Linked DNA regions of Mus musculus: all the other regions are linked to region 1. Evidence: chromatin contacts called from public HiChIP or PLAC-seq and promoter capture Hi-C data. All regions are on one chromosome and are shown on one strand. The core of a region is the stretch at or near the end of the contact, and the rest is flanking DNA. Distances in the headings are between cores, read along the strand shown.

What was found. Promoter capture Hi-C pulls out the DNA fragments that hold promoters and counts their contacts. HiChIP or PLAC-seq counts read pairs in DNA pulled down with a chosen protein or histone mark.
Region 2: a promoter capture Hi-C map of embryonic stem cells shows a contact between it and region 1, with 3 times the contacts expected there. The contact joins the promoter of 4921507P07Rik here to the promoter of Npy in region 1. A contact is called at or near these places in 3 of 39 promoter capture datasets (cranial neural crest, embryonic stem cells and hippocampal neurons).
Region 3: an H3K4me3 HiChIP or PLAC-seq map of bone marrow-derived macrophages shows a contact between it and region 1, with 7 times the contacts expected there. The contact joins the enhancer-like site here to the promoter of Npy in region 1. A contact is called at or near these places in 8 of 39 promoter capture datasets (embryonic stem cells, hippocampal neurons, liver and 4 more), 5 of 484 Hi-C or Micro-C datasets (embryonic stem cells, macrophages, nephron progenitors and 1 more), 5 of 115 datasets of contacts at active chromatin or transcription factors (bone marrow-derived macrophages, embryonic forebrain, embryonic hindbrain and 2 more) and 1 of 9 other capture datasets (embryonic stem cells).
Region 4: a contact with region 1 is called in an H3K4me3 HiChIP or PLAC-seq map of embryonic stem cells, with 4 times the contacts expected there. The contact joins the promoter of Osbpl3 here to the promoter of Npy in region 1. A contact is called at or near these places in 2 of 115 datasets of contacts at active chromatin or transcription factors (embryonic stem cells and pancreatic cancer cells).

What each region holds. Positions count from the first base shown.
Region 1 is chr6:49,820,991-49,824,777 of GRCm38.p6, forward strand. Npy (neuropeptide Y) reads left to right here and starts at 1,720. Exons shown (of 4, transcript NM_023456.3): 1 at 1,720-1,811; 2 at 2,608-2,795. The coding sequence starts at 2,608.
Region 2 is chr6:50,594,874-50,598,660 of GRCm38.p6, forward strand. It overlaps 4921507P07Rik (RIKEN cDNA 4921507P07 gene), which reads right to left and starts at 1,717. Exons shown (of 10, transcript NM_027564.3): 1 at 1,570-1,717; 2 at 925-1,080. The coding sequence starts at 1,058.
Region 3 is chr6:50,544,011-50,547,797 of GRCm38.p6, forward strand. No RefSeq gene overlaps it. Among named protein-coding and RNA genes, the nearest start is that of Gm38806, 5.1 kb to the left of the region's middle. Within about 2 kb of position 1,826, at least 73 of the 459 cell types and tissues checked have an H3K27ac peak or open chromatin away from gene starts, as enhancers often do. A contact at or near this core is called in bone marrow-derived macrophages, macrophages and pancreatic cancer cells, where this site is marked.
Region 4 is chr6:50,454,468-50,458,254 of GRCm38.p6, forward strand. It overlaps Osbpl3 (oxysterol binding protein-like 3), which reads right to left and starts at 1,887. Exons shown (of 24, transcript NM_001347213.1): 1 at 1,358-1,887.

The DNA of each region.
Region 1 (3,787 bases), core at 470-2,969:
GAACAAAGGAGAGAGCCAGCAGCTAGGACACTGCTGCTTTGAATGACGTTTGATTTTGTTTGTTGGGGGAGAGGTTGTTTCTATGAGCTACCAATGATTTCAGGAAGCCACCAAAGGAGTTAATTGATGGAGTGGTATCAGCAGAATGTTGAGAGCTCAAGGCCAGATGATGCAGCTTGGACAACAAGGAAGAGAACAGTGTGACATCCTGGGCACACCCTCCCTTGACTTTATTTTCCAAATGCTGATGGGAAAAGTTCTTGTTTTCAAGCACCGACATTATAAAGGAAGTGAATCAGATTCCCAGAGTCCCTGCTCAAAAGTGGTGCCCCTCCCTCGCGCCCTAAGGTGTACTTTCTCCGAGATCCTGTGACTCCTGCTAAATCCAGGCTTCAACTGATGTGAATCTCTGATTCACTACAAAAATATAATTACATTATTGAACAGTAGTGTGTGCCTTCCTCCTTATCAGAGAGGACTTGTTAGATGCTTTGCCTTTTATCAAATGTCCTCATGTGGGCACAAAAGCAGCCCTGACAGCTCAGTGTTTGTGGCCCTGGTGCAGGTTTCTGACGTAGGGAAAGTGAAGTCTTCCAGCTGCGAGGGATATTGTTGTTCTGGTTTATCATTCGATCACATAGTCTCTCTCTCTCTCTCTCTCTCTCTCTCTCTCTCTCTCTCTCTCTCTCACTCTCTCTCTCTCTCTTCCTCCCTCCCTCCCTCCCTCTCTCCCTCCCTCCCTCTCTCCCTCTTATTAGTAGTCAATTTAGCACTATTTAAACAACCCGCAAAGTGACACTCAAACGAAATCATTTAGTTTAGCTTTAAAATAACGCGTAAATTCCACTTTAGCAATGGACCATTTCACTTAGATTCAAACTTCCAGGGGCACTTACTCAAGCGTACCTTGTAAAAATCCCTATCTGGTAAACATAACTTCAATATCGTTCATATTTATTCAACAAGTTTAACGCGACAAGCACACTGGTGTTGGTTTTTTAATCTGCTCCATTTCAATCTGAAAGCAAGTGCTCATTCAGACGCTAACCAAGCTCACTCGGGACTTCACAGGGTTTACAGACAGGGGTGCGAATCGCCGCCACTTTCCACTCTAGATACAGAAGCTCATGGACCGCGGGCTCCCAGTGGCAGCCTCGGGGAGTTTCTGGCTGAGGCCGAACCCGGCTAGCAGCGTTGGGGAGAGTGCTTGGGGGAGGGCCCACCTTTTGGGGAGACCAGTAGATCCAATGGGTCTATGGAAGCCACTGGGACCTTGCGGTCCCGCACACCTGCACCGGGAGCGGGAAAAACCTCGCTCGCCTGCCTCCCTCCCAGAGCGCGCAGTTATCCCGCGGGCCCCAGATATGCTCCCCAAGTAGAATATTCAGGTCCCTACAGACCCGCACGCAGAGAGCTGACAATTCCCGCGACAGGCAACCTAAGCGGTCCCGCTTCATCTCCCTAGCGGGACTCGACGGTCGGGGATAGAGAGAGGGCTCCGAGGGTGCTCACTCTTGACTGTTCCCTTCTCCCCGCAGAGCGGGCCGCTTAGAATTGGGGTGTGGGTGGCTCCAGACGCCGCCACTCGAGCGGCAGTGGCTCCAGCCTCCTCCCCCGCCGCTGGGGGCGGGAAGTGGCTGTGGGAGTCACCCGGGCGTGACTGCCCCCGAGGCCCCTCCTGCCGCGACAAGGGCGCTCCATAAAAGCCTGTGGGCGACCCGCTCTCCGCATCCCACCGGTGGATCTCTTCTCTCACAGAGGCACCCAGAGCAGAGCACCCGCCGCTCAGCGACGACTGCCCGCCCGCCACGGTGAGTGCCAGGATCAACTGGGACAGGGGCGCGGGCTCCCAGACGCCAGTGAACTTGCCCCGCAGCCGGTCCCCTGAGCTTGCTCTGCCAGCTTGACACCCAGCTCTTTGGGGCGCCTAAATTTCACTTGCTGGACTCAGGTTCTACTGTCCACCTGCCCTTCCCCGGGACCCTCCAATCTGGGCGCCCCGCCTCCGTGCCTCTTATCTTTTGAGGGTAGGGAGAAGAACCTGGGAACACCTATCCCAGGGCAGCGGTGGGGTTTTGTTTGGTTGTTTGTTTGTTTGGTTGGTTGGTTGGTTACAACCAGGAACCCAGATTGCATGTGTGCTCCTAGTGGGAGATTCCCCCAAGTATTGTCTCTAGCACGGTGAGCTCTGTTGCCTCCAAAATCCGAACTGAGCCTCTGGGTATCCGACTGTCACAGCGCTTGTAGCCACACAAATCAAAAGCAACCCAGAAGAAAAGTTTTCTCCTCCAAGGGTGATTTAGGAACGAGAGGAGAAAAGTGGTCATTCTTTAAGATAGAGGGCAGAACTTCCAATTCTGTTCTGAAAAGGGGACCTCTGCCTCTCACCAGGAGAATCGGAGGAAGTTTTCTGAAATATGTGGACGGGGCAGAAGATCCAGGTCGGGGCAAGTGGTCTTCTAAAGATTTGGAAGTGGCGCCTGCCCAGTCTGGGCTTTTATTCTAGGGTCTGGGATGGGATTAGATGAGGGTCTAGAGTGATAGCTGGAATTGGGACAAAGACGAGCAATCTCAGCATCTCCAAGTCTGAGCCTTCTGTATCCACAGATGCTAGGTAACAAGCGAATGGGGCTGTGTGGACTGACCCTCGCTCTATCTCTGCTCGTGTGTTTGGGCATTCTGGCTGAGGGGTACCCCTCCAAGCCGGACAATCCGGGCGAGGACGCGCCAGCAGAGGACATGGCCAGATACTACTCCGCTCTGCGACACTACATCAATCTCATCACCAGACAGAGGTGGGTGCATACGCGGCTGGTACCTAGAGCCGGGAAAACTTGCGGTTCTGGAGATCTTGGACATCAGGGATCATTTCTTTCTCCTTGTTCATAGGGCAGGATCAGACATAAATTCAGCTCTAGATAAATATGTGAGCTGGGTACACACTCCACAAACTGGATACATTGTCTTTGTCACTAGACTTTCTCTCCAAGACCCAAGCCCAAGGTTCAGTGCCTCTAGGCTGTCCTCTGTCTGCCACTTACCTTTCCTGCCTTTTTTGCTTACATCAGTTGGAGATTTACCCAGCACATATCTCGGGGGAAAGGCCTGCATTGGGCAGGGGTGCAGAAGTGTAAAGGTGTAGGGAGAAGAGGAACCCTGATTTAGAGTAAACAACCACAGTCAAAGAAAACCAAGGACACAATCCAGCTGTCAAAAGGGTGGAGAGATCTTTGAGCCTGCCCAGGGCAAAGGGAGTGGCTGCATTTAGGGAAATAAATAAATAAATAAATAAATAAATAAATACCATGGGCTTCTTCTGAACTAATAAAAAGGCTGACTTTTCCCATTTTATAGCAACTGAGTTCTGAAAAGAAAGTGCCCCATTAAGAAGAAACAAAAGAGAACAAAGCCTTTACATTAGGGACTCTGATGGCTACAGCTCCAACTGCCTGGGACCTGAGAGACAGACCACAATCTGTACTTTTAATGTCCAGAAAGTCAGAGGCGAGCCTTGCCTTTCCTCTCAGCATTAAAATCAAGCAGGAAAAATAAAATCCACGCTATTTTACAAACAATATGGGACTTAGTCTGCAAAATTGGTGCATCTTAGTTCTAAATCATTTAACAACACATTTCAATTACTGAGAATTACTGAGAACCTTGAAGGACCATATAGGCAAGCCCTTTGGAGGCATTAATGTTCTTTACTTAGCATGTTTCAATTATGCATAGTAGATTTCCAGAGAGAGGTTAAACTGCTCGCGACCCAGGGGATGTTTGGATGGGA
Region 2 (3,787 bases), core at 467-2,966, 770 kb after region 1:
CTTTTTGAGAGTGGGTCTCTCACTGAACTTGGGGTTTACAGATTTTACTAGACTAGCTAGTTATTGAGCCCCAGGGATTCCAGGGCTCCTCCTGTCTCTGCCTCCCCAGCACTGGGGTGACAGGTTCATGCCACCTTCACTTGCTTTTTATGTCCCTTTTAATGCTTCCTATTTTACTAGGGATCAAATTCACATCTTCAGGCTTGTGTGATCAGCACTGTGCCAGCTGAGACATCTATCTACCTATCCTCGTCTACAAAGAATTATTAGGGGTTTGGCCGTGTGAAATTAGAAGAACACACCTACACAAGGTACTTAGAAACAGAGCCTTATTCTTCCTCTAAAAATCAAGTAAATCACAGGGTTGGGGGTGTAGCTGAGACAGAGTTTGGCGAAATATGTGTCTGTACCCTACATATATCACAGGTGAAAGAGGGTAACAGTTCTACTCTATTCATGGCTGTCATGAGGAGCGAAAGGTCTACAACAAAACACAGCATCATGTTTGCCACCAACTCTGGGATTCTTTCTTGGCAGAAGGTGTTGGTGGGCAGGCTGTTAGTACCGTAGTGCTCTATTAAAACACTCTCCAAGTGAAGGAAGGGGCCATCCTAGGGTTCTAGAACAGGGCTGGAAAGGTAGGTTGGTGGTAGTGTTTGCCTTGCAGGCATGGTCTGGACTCAGTCCCTAGCAAAACACACACACACACACACACACACACTTGTAGAATGCAGTGGAAGAATATGCCTCCCTTGTTATAGCCTACAGCCCTTTTCCAGTTTTAACAGATTAACCATGTAGTTTACTCATGCTTTGCCTTCTCCTTCATGTGATATATGGGAGTGCTCACGTGTGTGTGTGTTATAGAAAAAGTCACGAATGCAACGACATCTTTCTCCTGCGTTTTTCTAACTTTTGTTTTACCTGGCTTGTGAAGCAGTTGGCCGAATAGTTGTTTCGTACGGGGTGTGCAGTCCGTTAGAGTAAAAGGTGTTTGACAGAATGTCAGCTCCTTCAAGGTTCCTGCAGCAGTGGGGCCTGCCGTGAATTACCTCCATGCTTCTTGCCTAAAATGTTAGTCTGGAGATAAGTAAATAGATAAAAATGAAAATTTGGACTTGTAAACTGCCTTGGTTAGACCGGACAGGAAACAGTTTCTGCTGGCAAAATTCAACTCATCGATGCACAAAAACCAGAGGCTTATTTTCTTACTGGCTGTGAGGGTCTGTGGATGCTGTCAAACCTGTGGAGATAAACTGAAGCAAACCTGCAGAGTGGAAGATGAACACATTGTGAAACAATTCATGTCTCACCTCAAATGTAACAATATTCAAGAACAATCAGGTAACTTCTAGCGCGGGGGCCTTTCTAAGCAGGGAGACTCGTCATTAACAGGTCAAGAGCCCTTCCTCTCAAGGCTCTGCAATTCTGTTTCTCAGGCAGTTAAACTGGGTGGTGCGCACCTCTGTCCTCATGGGGGACATTGGGTTCCCCAGAGCGCTGGAGAGAAGCCCGTCCCTTCGGAGGACTCCGGTCCCTAGAAGCCGTGCAGCCAGGGGTCGCACGCACCTGACACATCTGCCCCGGAGCGCTGCCCGACCGCGTCTCCCTTTCTTGTCTCGGGATCTGGTGGGTCTCCTCTCCGCGGGGCGTGGAATTTCGTGGTCTTCCGCACCTGCGGGCCCCGGGAGCGTGCGGGCAGGTGCGGGGGAAGAAGGCCAGAGGGCTGCGGGCAGGCCGGGGCGGGGTTGAGGCTGCCTGTGACGGCGGCGGTGACCGCGCACTAGGTAACACATCCTGAGGGTGGGGCGCTGGCCGACGTGTGGCGGGGAGCCCTTCAGAGGATCTTAGACCACCAGAATTGGAAGAGAAGCCGGAAGTGAGGAAAGAGGGCTTTGTGGCTAGGGGAAAGGTGGAACCGCCGCGTTTCCGCTTCAACCTCATGCCTGGCCCCGGAGTCTTAGCGCCTTTAAACTCCTGCATGTGCCAGAGGCGCTCAACTACAGACTCGGCCCCGCCCCTGCGCCCCGCCCCCTTCTCAGGCCCCGCCCACCCGCCTCTCTTCGCGGTCCCTGGGGCCTTTTTCCTTCAGGCCTGGTCCCGCCCTTCTACCCAAGTCCCACCTCTTCCCTCCCTCGCCCCACCTCCTGAGGGCACCAGTCCAGTCCTAGGCCCCGCTCCGGCTCCGCTGCCTCACGCCCCGCCATAGGCTGACCTCAGGCGCCCTCTGGCGGCGCTGGCTTGGCAGACTATCTGATCTACAGTTGCCCTAAGTTGGGTGGGTGAGCATGCTTTCTCAAGGTGTGAGGGAAACAAAAGCTCTGGTCCTGGGAAGGAGAGAGAGAAGATCTTTGTGTAAAAAAAAAAAAACAAAAAACAACAACAACAAAAAAAAACAGATTGTTACAGTTTGCAGTGTGATGTGCTCTTAAGTTCGTCAGAGTTACAGAAAAGCCCAAGGCAAGGAGGTATCTTTTCTACTAGCTGGTGGTTCACCCAGCTTCTCACAGCTCAGAAGAGTTGGAGATCTACTGGTAGCCTATTGAACACTATATCAGAGAAAGGGACACTCTCAAGTCCTAAATTATGGATAAAGCTCTTGCCATAAACCAACAGGATGAAGAATTTGGGAAGGGTGCAAGCCCTGGCCTACAGGAAGGGAGCTGGACTTTCATGGTATCAGGGGAAAAGCCATCATCTTTCTTCAAATCAGTACAGCAGCAGTGTTTGGCTTTTCTCAGTGCTTATGTTGCTTTCTGCAGAATTGAATATTAAAAACTGCTTGGTTTACAAAGGTCTTTTGAATTTATTATTTCCAATTAAGAGACAAGGGAAACCTGCATATCAGATCTTACACTCTCCTGACTCTTCGAGGAGCCAGAACAGTTAACACTCCCTCCCCCTGATGACTCTCGGGCGGGGGGAGGGGGGCAAATTCCAGCCTTGGGAACAGACGAAAAGCAGCATAGTCTAGCCTCCACATCACTGAAATGCACACCCCCTTTTGATTAACAACCAACATTTCTCCTGTGCAGAAGGGTCCTGCCCTTGAAGGAAGCAGAGGCTAATATCCTTGAAATGATAAAAGCCCACTCTGGGACTATGGAAAAGAGACAATTAAGTGTCCCCAGACAGCTGTGACGTTTGTAGAAATACACCAACTTCTGATAGCACAAGTTTCTTTTCCCAGATCACAAAGGTCCCTTTCCAGCTGCGCGGCTCTGCCCCACTGTCTGAACCAATGCTATCAGGTTTGAAGGACAGCATTCCTTTACCCCTCGTGTAATGCCAAGGCTTGGAGACCCCGCTTGCGGTTTTTTTTCTTTATAACCCCCCTTTGCTTAGACCTGGGGGTTTACTCTCCTTCCTGTTCCATCAGGAAGGTTGGTGGCCCGAGCTTGAGCTTGAATAAAGACCCTCATGGGATTACAGCAGGTTGTGATTCCTGGTGGCCTCTTTGGGGTTTTTACAGTCTGAGCACAACACCAACACTATTAGCCTTAAGTGTCAGGAATACCCATTAAGTGTGGGGCCAAGGTGTGCTGAGGATTCATGCTGCAGAACAGATTGCCTGAGGGCCTTACTGGGGAGGACGAGCAAAATGCCTTCTCGGAGTGGGGACACGAGAGAGACAAGAGACCAGGCGACAGAACAAAACAGACAGGGCAGACACAGACAGAGCTAGATCTGGGTGGCCAGGGTCTTTTAAAGGATGTGCCTGCTGCATAGAGGAAGTGTGTAACTTGCATTGACCATGGAAATGTGCTGCCGCTGAGTTGCTGAGCAG
Region 3 (3,787 bases), core at 576-3,075, 720 kb after region 1:
TGCAGATACCTTGATTGGAGTTTATTGAGACTTGTGTTGGGCTTCTACAGAACTCACATCTGGCCTATTTTTCTTTAAGCCACTGACCCGTGATGATTTGCTATAGCAGTGACAGAAAAGGAACAGTGAGTGTCATGTTGATCCTTTCAACTTAGTTTCCAGCCTGGCATCCTGCTTCTGCTGCGAGAAGGTGTTCAAGTCTATCCACCGGAACACTCTTAGGTTTTCCTGCTGGAGCATACTCTCTTGAATGTAGCCAGAGGTTTCTCTGGTTACAACTTCTGGTGCTTGTCATGTTTCTCTCTGCAGTATGTAACACTAGGATTGCTGTCTTCCCTAGACAGTGGTGTGGTATCGGATACACCTGTCCCTCTTGAGACTTTCTAGGCCCGTAAGGCTGTCCCTCAAACCTTCTTTCTCTATGCTGACCTCATCTGATGGTTAACACTCACTGTCAAGTTGACACGATCTTGAGCCACTGAAGAGACAAGATCCTAGGTGAGTCTGTGATTCCGTGAGGATGGGGTTGACCAAGGAGGGAAGACCCACCCTAGATGTGTGTGCCATTCTACCAGGGGTTGGGGAAAGCAAGGTGAGTGCCCCCATCCATCGCTGCTTCCTGACTCCAGGTACCATGCAAGCAACTGGCCCCCCACCCCGCCGCTGCTGGAATATACTGTGCCCTCAAACTGTAAACCCCACCTTCCTTAAGATGCTTTTGTCAGGTGTCCTGTCATAGCAACTAGAAGAGTACTAATGTTCTATTCTTAGTGAGTACATCCATGTCAAAGTTCTCCTTGCCAGTGGGTCCTAACCCAGCATCTTCATCTCTGATCCTTCCTGTGTAACAAATCAGGCCTGTCTGTCCTTCATTGCCAGTGTCCACTCCTACAAACAACCCCCGTCTCAAACTCATGGCAAAACCCTAATTTCCATTGTTCCCCAGCTCTACCCTTTTCATTTTAATGCCTTCTCCAGATAACGATGTAAAATCTGAATGGTATGTAACACTCCTCTGTCTAATAACTTTCCTAAAATAAGAACTGTAGCTACCACCATGTGTTTATTTATCCGATTTTCTTCTTTATTGTACCACAAAAAAACAGAATTATTAGTTAGACCCCCCCCCCCCCCCAATGCTCCTTGACATTGACACAGACAGCCCCGCCCCCGTGAGAAGCTGAGGAATCATGGGAGTGAGCTTTGTGAGTCTGGAACCAGCTGGGGAGTTAGAAGGGTTAGCGATGTCCAGCTCAGACAGCGTGTGTCCTACAGAATTATAACACTTGAAATCTTCGCCAAAGCCCCTTCCTCTTAAGCTGTTGGGAGGTTTCACCAGAAAAAAGTTGCTTTTGCAACTCTTCTTTCAGATCCTCATACCTGACAAAACTTCTGGGTTTTGTTTTTAGGTATATAATTCCTCATTCTATGGACGGGCAAGCCTTTGAGACCCATAAAATTAACTGAGATGACAGTTACTACACAAGGGGTGGAGATTACAGTGTGAAGCAATCTGTTGGTTCAGCACGTGCAACGTTTAAGAAATGCCTTTTAAGTAATGTGTCTAGTGTGTTCATAGGCAGCCAGTGAATCATGTGAGCCTAGCGCCCTCTTGTGTTCACTAGGAGGCCAAGCACAGGGGCTTTCTATGACTTCCAAGGGATTTTTGTTTTGTTTTGAGATTTCAATTTTCATTTTATTAGTTTTTTTTTTTAATCAGTTACTTTGCAAAGACATCGTAGAGCATTAAGTCAAACACGTCTGTCAGTCTTCACCCCGTGTGACCACAGAGAACCAAGCACTGTTACTGTTACCGGAAGGGTGGGGATTTGGCCTCTAGTTTCCAAAGGTTACTGTCACCCTCAGAATCACGTGTTCAGATATCCAGCTTCCGGGTGACAAACCCACAAAATTCTCTTTTTTCTTTAACCTTACTCTCTCCAACACTTGACCTTTCTTTGTTTATTCCTTCTGGAGTGCCCAGGTCCTTATGCATTATGATAATGGTCTAAGGTTAAATATACTTTATAGATTTCCAAGGAGGACCGAATGTCTCTGGATTCCACAGACACCTGCAACCATGTGCAGCCCCCTGCTCCCGTGCAACTCACACACATAATGTAAAAAATAAAATACACCTTTAAAAATATGCTGCTGGAGAAGACCTACAGAGTCAACTAACCTGGGACCATGTGGACTCACAGAGACTGTCACTAGCCAGGGAGCAGGCAGGGGCTTGGCCTAGACCATCCCACACATTCGTAGCAAATGTTCAGCTTGGTCTTCATATGGGCCCCCTAACAAGTGCAGTGGGGGGAGTCTCCGTCTCTGTTCCCTGCCATTGGATCCCCTTCCCCTACCTGGGCTGCCCCGTTGGGCCTCATTGGGAGAGGATGTGCCTAGTCCTGCTGGGACTGGATGTCCCAGGGTAGAGTGGTACCCAAGGGGGGCTCCCCATCTCTGAGGAAAGGGGTAAGAAGCAATGGGGGGAGGGATTTGTAAGAGTGAGACTGAAAAGAGAGGAGGGGAGCTGTGATTGGGATATAAAGTGAATAAAAAATAAATTATTATAAAATATATGTTATGGATGTTGATGGCTTATGTAACCAGAGAGAACCCAGTTAGTCACTTGCCTTAGACAAAATAGGCACTGCAGGAGGCAGTGGACAAGAGGTAGGCACAGATTTTACTCTTATGTGTTCCCCAAGTGATATGTGTCCTCCACGAAGCTGGGAATGACTCATCGGAGATGGGTCCAAAATCCATGGACACCAACATCAGCCTTAAGCCTCTGTGCCCATACTCTACAAACCTGGCCACTATTTACCTTCTCAAGCTCTGATTTCCAAGCTGTAAAACAGTACCAATACCTAACTGGTAGGGCTGTTAGGAGGACTAAGTGAGATAACCTGTGTGAAGTATGCAGTGTACTGGCTTGCTTAGAATCTATGGAAAGATATAAGGCAAATATAGCACACACAGGCCGAATCAGGATGGCACGAGTCACTTGGTTACGTAAAGGTGTGGCCCTGGAAGACTCTGAGAGGAGGGAGAACACATTCTGGTGAGCCATCATCTAAAACCAAACTTCCACAGTTCTAACCACCACTGGGAAACAAACAAAGGGAGGGTTTTCAGTCAAAGGCAGGGAACCAACTGTGAGGAAAGAGAGAATCACAACTTCCACAGTCTCACAATGGCTGACAACAAAACAACAGGGCATTTATGCCTTTGCTCAATGTTAAGTCCCGAATAAGTACCCAGGATTTGCTGAACAGGATTCGAGATCATACACAGTCATACAAGATCATACACGGTCATACAACTCTTCCGATTCTCCCTTCAGATAGCGGGAATCACCACCAGTAGCTGGAACCTCCAGGAAAGCTTTTGTTGATTATGTCACTCAGAAGGCCCCAAAACTCCATGGGCTGCTGCTTAGGAGAGAGTGCCCGAGAGTCCTAGCCAAGGGAAGTGGGCCATAGGCTGGTTTTGAGAAAGAGTTTGCTATTGATTAGAACAGGTATGAGGACCTTGCTACCTATGAAGCAATTTGGTTCAAAATCCCCTTCCTGATTGCAAGCTTGTACAACCACTCTGGAAATCAATCTGGCGGTTCCTCAGAAAATTGGACATAGTACTACCGGAAGATCCAGCAATATCTCTTCTGGGCATATATCCAGAAGATGCCCCAACCAGTAAGAAGGACACATGCTCCACTATGTTCATAGCAGCCTTATTTATAATAGCCAGAAGCTGGAAAGAACCCAGATGCCCCTCAACAGAG
Region 4 (3,787 bases), core at 637-3,136, 630 kb after region 1:
AACACACATCTAAAATAGGGGACTTAAAAAAATCTAGCTAATCAGACAACTATAATATTAGGGATCATCTATATGTATCTACACAGAGCTCCCAGCAAATACCTTGATGGTTAGTGCATGCTCATCAGCAGGAGTTACTGCCATTTATTAATTTTTCCGATAAAAAAGGAAAAAGATGAAAATCCAAACCAGCCATGAAATCAATAGTCTCAGATTATGAAGAAGTTAACATTTACTCATTCCATAAATGTGTAGTGTGAGGCTGCAGTGTGGAGAGCTGCCTTCTCCACACTGAGGATGGACCGACCGAGAAATAGGACCTGGTCTCTGCTTTCCCAGGACTTCGCATCCTAGCAGCGGAAGAAGGCTGGCAGATGGAAAAACAAGCAGATGATTCCAGACAGCTTTAGGCTCTGTGAAGAGCTGCAAACAGGGCAGTGTGGAGTTGATGGACAGAATGGACATTTAGCCTGGATGCACTGCAATCTGTCTGAAGGTTTCTGGAGGCCAAAAGGAGGTCCTCACCTTGTATGATGCTTAGAGTGTTGAGTGTGGATGACCCAAAGTCAGAGCTATGCTTACCTATCTCTGAAACCATCTTCTGCAGCTACAGTGTAAATAAAATACACTACCCAAACGATCTCATCAAGTAATCAGATTCCTAGGGCACTGCGACATCGGAGGGGACTCCAATGCCCCAGCCCCGTTCCCTGACACAAGGTGAGAGACAACTTTATGTCCCTCTCAGCTCCAACAGTCTGGGAGGCGCGCGGCTGGTTAAGAAGTGTCTGAAGGACACAAGACAATGCCACGGGAGACGCCAGAGGCACCAATCACCCGCTGAGTGCTTGAAGCCCCAAGGGAAGGGTGCTCTCGGTCCCAGTGCAGACACTGTGGAGCGGTGTGACCTGACTGGGGAGGCCGAAGAGCGAGGTGCCTGCACCGCAGGGCCCCAAGCTCGAGGGTGTAGTAAAGCCTTCCTCCTGGCAGAATTAAGCAGGTTTCCTGTGCCTCCAGCCCGTCACAGCGCCAGGCTGTGCCGGGACAGCTCCTCTACGCGGCATCCTCATGCACCCGCACGCAGGCTCCTGAGATCCGCTCCTTCTCCGGGTCCATCCCCGCCAGGCTGTAACTCGAGGGGCACAGCTCCAGGGTGAGCAGCACCAGAGTGCTTCCTCCCAGAAAACTGGCGCTTACACGACAGACGACCTCCTAGTCTCAGGGCTGCCCCGTGGACCCGGGCTTCCCGGGACCACCACAGACACAGTCTGAACCATAGAGAATGGCTGCGTCCCCGAGCCTTCTCGGGGCCTCCACCACAGCTCAACCCCAGGCGGGCGGACGCCCTGTTGCTCACCTAAGTGTTCCGCTGCTGGGGACGCTTCTCGATTCCCCAGTGCGTGCTTCAGACCGAGAAGGACGCAAACCGGGCTTCTCGGGTCCCTGCAAGTCTCAGCCGACGGCAGTTCCAGCACCAGCCGCAGGAGACTGGGGCGCCGAGCGCTGCTCGCAGACAGATGGTGGGCGAGAGCCCGCGCAGTGCACCAGCTCTCCTGGTGCCGGGGTCCCTGGTCCCCTGCTACTGGCCGGTGTGCGATCCCCGCGACCAGTTCTCAATACTTCGCCTAGAACTTTAGGGCGCGCGCTGCCGGGCAATTAGCTGAAGAGCTGGAGCGAGGGGAGGGAGCTAAGAGGAGGAGCCTGAGTTCTCCACTGGGCGGAATAACGTGAAAAGGGCGGTGGAGGGGGGGCAGCAGAGTGGCTCCCACTCCCACCAATCAGGAGTCATCGGGGGAAGGCGGTGAGGCGTTGGACTTGGAAGCTGCAGGCGGATTCCGTGACGCCAGCCAGGGTTCAGGGCGTGTGGAGCGGTGGAGAGTGATGGTAGGTGTGGCTGGGCGGGGCAGCGGCTCCCAGCATCCTTAGAGTAGTGTGTGCCCCTTAGGCTTTCAATAAATATTTAGTGAATGACTTAGGAGGAAGTTGAGGTTCGCGCGAAAGGAGCTGTTTTAAGGAGAAGATTCCAGGGGACTAAAGTAGTCCAACGGACAATAATCACTTGAACACTGAAAAGAGCTGAGAATAAATAAGGGGGAAATATGTGGTGAGCCAAGGGTTAGACACAAGATATTAGAAACTGGTTCGGACTTTGGGGACCTGGCCCCCAGAAGCAGTTGTCCAGATTGGTATAGGGTTACAGAGGAGGCAGGAAGGGAGAAAGGTGTTGTTGTTGTTGTTGTTGTTGTTGTTGTTGTTGTTACAGTTCCCGTCCATAGGTTAGGAAAGAAGATGCAGTGTAGTTTGCGATCGAAACGCAGGAGCATCTGGCTAGATGTCCAGGCCCATCCGACTTCACCGCCCACTTGCCAGAATCCTAGCTTGGATGTCAGCCACTGATAATTTGAGGTCAATTTGCAAACCGCACATGAGTCCAGCGCCGCAGGTGGCCCGGTGGGCAGGGAATGATGAATGCCAGGAACAGATGTGATCCTGCACCTGCGGTAAAGGCACACCGGGTTTCTGCCCTCTCAGAACCTACATTTTAGAGAGGACGCAGACGATAAACCAAAGAGAGTATATATATATATATATATGTGAATAATCAGGAAAACATTGGTGAACTGTTAGCACAGAGAGCGCCATGCAGAGAGCCTCCGAAGGGGTGATGGAAGAAGCTCAGGCCCCTGAAGTCCTCTGGGAGGAGGTTCTCAAATAGGCTCCCATAGCAGGAAGGACTCAGCAGCTCTCAGGCTCAGGAAACGCTTTCTGGGCACTAGGAACTGCAGATGTATTTAACCCCTTTAAGATCCATCTGGCCTGCCTCACCGAACTGGGCATGTTGGCTCCTTTGGCTCAGCTGCTGACACTCTAGATGTTCCAGAGTGCCAAGTACATGCCTCCACCAGCGGCTGACCGTTGTCAGGCTGACCCTGTATGAACGTCTCTGAGGCTCTTTCTCACATCTGTATAAACCATGTTTCATTCACTAGGTTTGGATATTCACTTTCTGGAACCTTCCACGGATACACTCTCTGGAACTGTCTTTGGCTCTGCCAGGTGGCCGGGGAAGTTTGACGAAGAAAGCAGATTTTCTTGATGCTGTGAGCCCTAGCACTCGGCAATCCCTATATAAATGATGCAGGGCTTCCTAAACTACACCAAACCGGAAGGAGCACCGAGGAGCAGGCCTGAGGCACCTTGCCCACGCCCAGCTCAGGTGCCTGAGTCACACTCACTTTTTTTCCCCTCCCTACTCCAAATCATCTTGTTGCATCCAGGCCAGCTTTTCTACCGAATACATGCCTTTTATCCCACAGAAATGTTTTTGCTACAGGCAAATCCAACCTTTGGACTTTGTAAATGGTGTTTATCGTCTCCAAAGTTCACACGCCAGATTACACAATCACATAACTATATACATACACATATTGTGCTGAGCCTAATTCATAGTTACCTGGAACACAACGAGGTGGTAGCCTGTACCAAATGGCCTAGTAGCCAAGGCTGGACAGAAAGCTATGGTTTTATTGTTTAAGCTGGCATCCTGTCCTTGGATTTTTCTTAAGTTTCTTCCAAGCTGACTGTGTGTTCCCTGTTGGTACTGAAGGCAGTTAATGAGTCAGGATGAGAGATTTGTTCATATTCAAAGTGCTTTGCCTCCAAGAAAGAGGAATCTCAGCCAGTCTTTTCAGTTTCACTTCCTCTTCTAAATAAACTTCCAGGCGCTCCACTCCTACAAATCAAGAGGGGAAAGATTAAAGTTGAAACCCACGCAGAGTTAATTATC